2 separate regions of the Sus scrofa genome follow, and region 1 is linked to region 2. The links are chromatin contacts, called in public Hi-C maps. All regions are on one chromosome and are shown on one strand. Each heading gives the region's core, a stretch centred on a gene start, on an enhancer-like site or on the middle of the called end of the contact. The rest is flanking DNA. Distances are from core to core; before and after follow the strand shown.

Evidence for each region. A called contact is a pair of places that touch in the nucleus more often than the background predicts.
Region 1: a contact with region 2 is called in a Hi-C map of skeletal muscle, with 4 times the contacts expected there. The contact joins the promoter of LOC110260836 here to the promoter of EP300 in region 2. A contact is called at or near these places in 2 of 5 promoter capture datasets (fetal liver and liver), 10 of 47 Hi-C or Micro-C datasets (alveolar macrophages, brain, embryonic fibroblasts and 6 more) and 2 of 2 datasets of contacts at active chromatin or transcription factors (alveolar macrophages and skeletal muscle).

The regions. Positions count from the first base shown.
Region 1 is chr5:7,454,756-7,458,519 of Sscrofa11.1, forward strand. LOC110260836 reads right to left here and starts at 1,863. Exons shown (of 4, transcript XM_021093101.1): 1 at 1,788-1,863; 2 at 1-598. The coding sequence starts at 1,863. LOC110260637 (a long non-coding RNA gene) reads left to right here and starts at 3,488. Exons shown (of 3, transcript XR_002343888.1): 1 at 3,488-3,764.
Region 2 is chr5:7,392,884-7,396,227 of Sscrofa11.1, forward strand. It overlaps EP300 (histone acetyltransferase p300), which reads right to left and starts at 1,632. Exons shown (of 32, transcript XM_001929213.5): 1 at 259-1,632. The coding sequence starts at 352.

The DNA of each region.
Region 1 (3,764 bases), core at 613-3,112, 62 kb after region 2:
CCTAGGGCGCAGCGGCCCAGCCCGCGCCAGGGCCGGAGGGCGGGCGCGGCCCCTCCTGCGCCGGGGTGCAGGTGTTGGGGTGTGGCCGGAGCGAGCCGCCCCCAGCCGCCCGGGTTTCTCTCCTCCACGGAAGGGCCGGGGGCGCCGGAGCCGCCGGGTCCAAGGCCGCCGCCCCGCGCCGCTACGCCCGCAGTTGCCTTTGTGTCCGGGTCTGGGCGCACGAAACCGCCTAGGGTTCGCTTTCCCGTCCGAGTTCCCTTTTCCGACCCGCCCCCACCTCCCTCCGCCTGGGCCCTCGGAGGCCGGAGGAAAGACTCGATCGCTTGTTTAAAAGCAGACGCGGCCCCTTCCCGCTCAGCCTCCGGAAGTGGCGCGAGTCCCCGACCCCGGCCGGTCCCCACCCGGGGCAGGTGTGCCCGGGCCGCACAGCGAAGCAGCTGGACCGTGCGGTGAACGGCCAGGCCCGCGGCGCCGCACTGGAGGGAGGCAAGGGGCCACGGCGGCTGTGGCCAGGAAACCCTGAAAGGCAGGGGGAGGCCGGGCGCTGGACAGTGGAGTCGGGGCTTCCGACCGCAGGACTGACGAGCTCCGCCCCCACCTATTCAGGGCTCGGGGATCCCAGGCGCGGAGACCGAGTAGACGAGACGCTGCCCAAGGGGCAGGCAGCGCTTGCACACGGGATCTGTGTGACCTCAGCAAATCGCCTCTCTGGGCCTCGGCTTCCTGGTCTATATAATGGGAATGGCACTTGGGCACCGCACCTCAGTGCTCAGCAGACCGCCCCTCGGCCTCCTTGCTCTGGAGGGAAATGTGCGCAGAAATCTAGCAACGGTGCCGTAATACGCTTCCATGTGGGACAAACCCAGTTACACAGGTTTTCGCTCCTTCCTCCCATTAAATATTCTGAGGCTTCTGGCACAGGGCCTGTGCAGGGCGGAAGCTGCAGTGATGAAGGCAGCAGGCTGGGCCTGGAGAAGCCAATAAAAGAGCCTTTCCCTCTGGCAGGGAAGTGGGCCCCGGGAAGCTGCCGGAAGCCCGGCTGCCCTGGGCCCTTCTGTTTATCAGGGCCCAGGCTCTCCAGGTAGGGCCATCCCCTTGGAGTATTTGCTCCCTGGCCTGTTTTTAGAAAAGCTATGTGACTTCAACACTGTTGGTGCTTCTAAATGATGATGAGATACTTGGTGATACTCCAAGAAGCCAGACCCTGATCCTGCAGTTGGCTGAAAGATCCTTTTCTCTTGCCGCCAGTGTGAAGCGTTCCAAAGGGACCCCCTTTCCCCCACAACTTTCCTAAGTCCTGCACTAAGTCCAGTAGTGCCCGATGCCATTGTCCCTCCCTGGGTCAGTATCAGCACCGTGGCTTAGTTGGTCTTGTCCAGGGCTGGTCCCCAGGGTGAGTACTGAGTGACTGGAAGAGGTCTTCTTTTGTCCCTTCCAAGTGCTCCCCACAGAGGTGTAGCAAGTTAATAACCCCTCTTACCATTTACTGAGTATCTGTGCTGTGCCAGGGTCTATGCCAAGTGCTAAGTTCATGCTCTTACATAAGAGGGACAGAGACAGAGCACCCTTTCCCTCTGACTGCCAGTTCTCCCTTTGTAACCCACTCCTACCTGCATCTTATGGGAAAAGCAAGTTCAATTCTCAAAACCCCAGGGAGCGGGCCCTTTGCCCTCTGAATAAATCCACACCCCTTTGGTCAGCTTACAAGGCTCTAGGCCATATTTTTAGCCTGTTCCTCAGCCCCCCGCTGCAGGTTTTAAAATGCAGCAAAACGGAACAGTTCTCACTTCCTTGCCTTGCCTCAGCTGGGCCTTCCACCTGGGGTCCCACTGTCCACACCTGCCTCTCCAGGCAGGGCCACATGGTCCCACTGCTGCCAGACTGATGTTGTCTGTTTGTTCTTCTGCTTCCTCTGTAAGGACTGTGAGCTCCTAGAGAGCAGGGCTGTCATTAGGCACTGGCTCCCTAACATCCAGCGAGAGTCCAGCGAAGGAGAGAATGAGTGAGTGAAGGAGCTGCAAATGGACTAGCTTGTCCCTGTGGGCTCCAGTGAGTTTCCAAGACACACCTCGAGCAAATAACCTGACATGGTTACACTCTCACCCAATACAGCTGAGGAGGCGAAGGGCAGGTCTAGGGTGGGAGCTGAGCCAGCTCCTGAATCCAGGGAGCCCCGGGCCTTGCCATGTGGCTGAAGCCCCCCCTTCATCTCAGGCCACGCTTTGATTGTCCCAGAAAACTGTCCTGCACCTCACGGTGGCTTCCCTGTGTGAGGACGCCTCTGCGCCTCCGGTCAGACTTCTCTGCAGAGGATGGAAGGGATGGGATTTAATATTAGCTGATATTTACCACCTTCCAGGGATGCGCAAAAGGCTTTCTGGGTATAATCTCATTTCATCCCCACCTTCCCATGTTACAGTTGGGGAAAATGAAGCTCAGAGAAGATCAGTACCTTGTGAGGACACAAAGCGTCAGAAAGAGTCAGAGTTTGGATTGGATGGTAGCTTGTCCTCCTCCACTATGATTTGAATTTAGGATAAACAAGTGGGCCTTTCTCGGCTCACTGGCTTGCTGGTGCCATGGGCCTCTTGGTGATAAGCTGGCCTTCCTTCCCTCTCAGTGCGGTTGAGAAGCAGAATTTGAGGAAATCTGCAAAAGCGACCCTGTTACCATGGCAACAGTTCTGTCACCGCAACTGCGATTTTACAGGCAGAATATCAGCCATACCAGCACAGGCATTGCCGGAGAAGTTCAGGCAGCACCAAAGTGGCCGCACCTGCTGGGGTTCCAGGGCGGTGAGTGGGGCCAGCCACAGAGGTGGGCCCCAGGGGTGAGGGGCCCTATTACTGTCAGACTGTGGCAACTTCCAAAATACAAAATGTGCAGAAGAGTGCCCTTCATGAACAACTGCTTTTCTACTCAAAAATCTTCAGTGGCTGCAAATAGTCTGCCATGCTGGAGATTTACCCCTTTAGCATGTATAGGATGTGAACTGGCCGTAAGGTGTTTTCTCACCATTAAAAACAAACATCTAGATTCTACCTCTGCAAATCCTTCCCCGTCTGGGCTTGTTTCTCTCGCCCACCTACCACCCATCCTCCACTACTGACCTCCGAGGACCCAGCACAGACCTAGTTTTTTGTTTTGGGTGTCTTTGGTTTATTTTGTTTTGTTTTGCTGCCTCCTCAGCATATGGAAGTTCCTGGGCCAGAGATCGAATCGAGCCACAGCTGTGACCTGTACCACAGCTGTGGCAACCCGGATCCTCAGCCCCCTGTGCCACAGTGGGAACTCCCAGACCTACTTTATTTTTTTGCTTTTTAGGGCCATACCTACAGCAAATGGAAGTTCCCAGGCTAGGAGTTGAACAGGAGCTGCAGCTGCCAGCCTACACCACAGCCACAGCAACTCGGGATCCCAGCCACATCTGTGACCTACACTGCAGCTCTCTGCAACGCCAGATCCTTAACCCACTAAGCAAGGCCAGGGATAAAACATGCATCCTCATGAATACTAGTCAGATTTGTAACCCGCTGAGCCACACTGGGAACTCCCATCCCAGACTTACTTTCGTTTTCACCTTGGCTGGTATAATAATTTCTTTCTTATTCTCCCAGGGCAAGCATCCATTGGCTCAACAAGTGTTTCTTAGCTGGAGGCTGTGCTTGGAGCTGGGGACGCCACAAAGTAGACTGGCTGCTGCTGACTGGAGCTGATGGTTAACAAAGGCAAGCCATTGTTAAAACCCAGTCATGCTGAGGGTG
Region 2 (3,344 bases), core at 382-2,881:
AAGGCCATTTCTACAGCACCACTCAGGAGCTCTAATTCCAGAACACACATCGATATGACATAGTGTTGCAATGAATGTTTTAGGAAGCAAAGAAAATGGTTGGGCTACTGGACGCCTTCGACCAGCTCATTCAAACACCTTTAAAATTAATCAAGAGGCAAAGAAGTAGGAAGAGAGGAAGAAAACATGGACGAATAAAGGTGCAGCGAGCAGAAAAGATCAAGGAGGAGGTGGGAGGCCTGGGCTCCCAAGACTAACCTGTGCCATCGCTGGCGGACGCCGAGAGGGCCGGAGATGAGAGTTTAGGCCGCTTGGCTGAAGGCGGCCCCGGTTCCACCACATTCTCGGCCATTTTTAATTCTTTCGGAGATACAGGCGAGGAAAACGAGAATCCTCGGGAAATCTCTTCTTCAGCCCGGGGTCCCCGCCCGGATCCCTGGGGTGGGCTTGGGGGACTCCGCCGGCCCCCGAAGGGGGTGGGGGAAGTTCCTTTTTCTCTTCGCCGGATCGCGGTGGCTGAAGAGGGATGCGGACTCGATAGAAAAGGTAGGGGCGAGCGCGAGGGGCCGGGCCTGGGCCCAGGCCCGGAGGAGGGCACAGGCACACAAATGCGCCGAGCGCGTCCGCTGCGGCGAATTCCCGAGAACTCGCGACTCTAGAGGCGCAGTCCCCGGCCCGCCACGGCCGGCCCCTGCCCAGCCGAGGTCTCTCGGAGCTCCGCCGCCGCCATCAGCTTCTTCCTCCTCGGCGCTGTCCTCCTCCTTCTCATCGCCACAAGGAGGCGGGGGCGAAAAGGGGGGAGAGGAGGAGGCGACGAGAGACACTCACCTCCTCCCGGTGCCCCCTCCCGGACCTGAGCCCCCACCCTCCGAACCCTCCTCCTGCCGCCGCGCTCCGCGCCGCCGCCGCACCGGCCCCTAATGGCCGCAGAGAGCTCGCCCGAACCGAGAGCCAGGCTGGCGCCGCCGCCTCACATCGCGCGGCGGGCGGCGGAGGCGCGGCGAGGACGCCGGGCCCGGAGCTCGCCGACCCAGAGGGCCAAGGGGGCCGGGCCGAGCCGCGCCGCCCGCGCCGACACCAAGCCCACCGAGGAGGCCCCGCTCTGGCGGGCGGCGCAGGCGGCTTCCCCTCGCGCCGCGCTCTCCTCTTTCGCTCTTCCCTCCCGCGGAAAATAAATAAATACGGCCGCCGCTACGGCCCCCACCCCCGGCGACCAGGTGCCGGGAGCGCCCGCCCCCGGGGCTCCGCTCGGGGCCGCCCTCGGCGGCGGGCGAAGGCGCCGCGGGGCGCGGGGTTATGTAATGGTCCCCCCTAGGCGTCGACGCCGGCCCGGCTCCCGGGCCGCGGTGGGGGTGTGTGCGGGCGGGAGGGGCTGGGGGTCGCCTCAGCCCGTGCGCCCCGGGCCCCCTGCCACTGTCTCGGCCCCTGCCGCCTCTCTCCGGCCCGGCTCCCCTCCGTACTCTCGCTCTCGCAGTTCGCACTCAGCCCGGCGTCCCGCTTGCCCACTCTCGCCCGCTCCCTCTCGCCCTCTCTCCCCCCCAGCCTAGCACACAAACAAGATGGCGGCTGTTGTTTCTTCCCTCTGCCGAATCCTCCTTACAGGCTAGCGGTAGCAGCGGCGGCCGGAAATGAGCCAAAGGGGGGGGTGAAAAAAAGGGGAGGGGTTGGGCCTCCGGAGGGAGGTGGCAGGGGGCGGGGCCTCGGGCCTAGCGGCTCACACAATGGGGGAAGAGGATCCGGGGGCGGGGCCGGCTCCAATCACGGGATCCGCCCAAGGCCCCAACGCGGTTGGCGCTTCCGCAAACTCCCCCGGCGTCACCCGGTGGCTCCCTTTAAAGGGGAGGTTTGAGGGGGGGGGGGTCAGGGGCAGACTTGGGATCTATTTTCAGTCGGTGGACACTTACCAGGGAAGGTGCCTGGGCTGGGTCTCTGCGTAGGAGCCCGGTGGGAACCGGGGGTGACGGAGCCCAGCAGTTACGCCGGGAAGGCGCCAAGTCACCGCACAGGTGGCGGAATAGGAGCGCCGTGGGGATGGCCCTGCGCCCCGGGCCCTTAGCTGACTGGTCTTCCGAACCCCGTTGAATTTAGCAGGCAGAGGATACCCTGCCGCTCGATATTCCGGGCCAGAGACAGTGCGTTCTTCTCCATCTCTTAACCAAATGGAAAAGCTCATATCCAAAAACCACGCCGATTACGAGTTGTTGTTTCCTTTTCCCCCTAACTTTCCAGTTTTTTTTGCCAGTGAACATACATTATTTTGATAATCAGGAAACAAAAATCACAGCAGCGAGAAGATGTTTTAAGACCAGATCCAAATTATTTCTTGCTCACCACGTGGACACACGCCCCTACCAGGTAGCACTCTAACCAAAGGAGCCTTGAATTATTTTCTGAACACGTCCTGGACCTGAAGACATTTTAGGGTGTTTCTTTTAACCCACTCTCAAAAACCAGCTTGAAACAACAACAAACACGTTTAGGCAGTGCCTTAAAGATAATGTATGGGGAAAGAAGCAGAAACATACTGTGCTTAAGGTAATGTAAGGAGGGAAAAAAGCAGAAAAAGAAGTAATGATGGAGGAAAATGCTTGAATATAAATAAAATGTATGTGTGACAACTGTTGTGCAAAGGAGGGCCTCACCAGCATTCTTTCGCATTCCTACACGTTACAGGATTCCTCCGTGTTTGGCCTTGGGTAAATTGGTACTCGAAGTGGCAAGGTCTCCCTAAAGAAACTTCTATCAGTAGTATCAATGGAGATAGTTAAAAACTTTTAAAGCGTATTTCAAGTCTCATGCTCCTTAGTTGATGTTTGCCTATTGTCGAGTTTACTTTGTTTTTTGTTGTTGTTTATTGCCTCCCCCTCTCCCCAGAATTGAACTACTTGTTTATTGAATTTTAAATGAATAGGAGAATAACTTTTAAGAGCCTAGGAGTGAAAATCTTAACGAAGCAACTCAGGTTCCCACCAAGGATGAATGCTGTTGTGTGATTTCAGGCCTCATTCACCTCAACTGCAGTAGAAAAGCAGGCAGATTGAAAAGGACAGTTCGACTTACCTTAAAGTTGTTTGGATTCACCAGGTAGGGCTAAGGTCGGAATGGGTCAGAATGATTCAATTATTTTTAGCTGTTTTACCCACACTCTCAGTAAAGAGAACAGAGGAAAGAAATGTGGACAATACCTGCAAATTTCGCCTGTATATTCCTCAGGGGAGGTTGCTCATCTGACTTTTTGAAGAGTTTCTGACTTTTGGGCAAAGATTTGCCTAGTTTTGCAGAGACTAAACAGTGTTCAAACACCTAGCCAAATATACTGCGGGACTAGGTATAGGAAAGGCTCA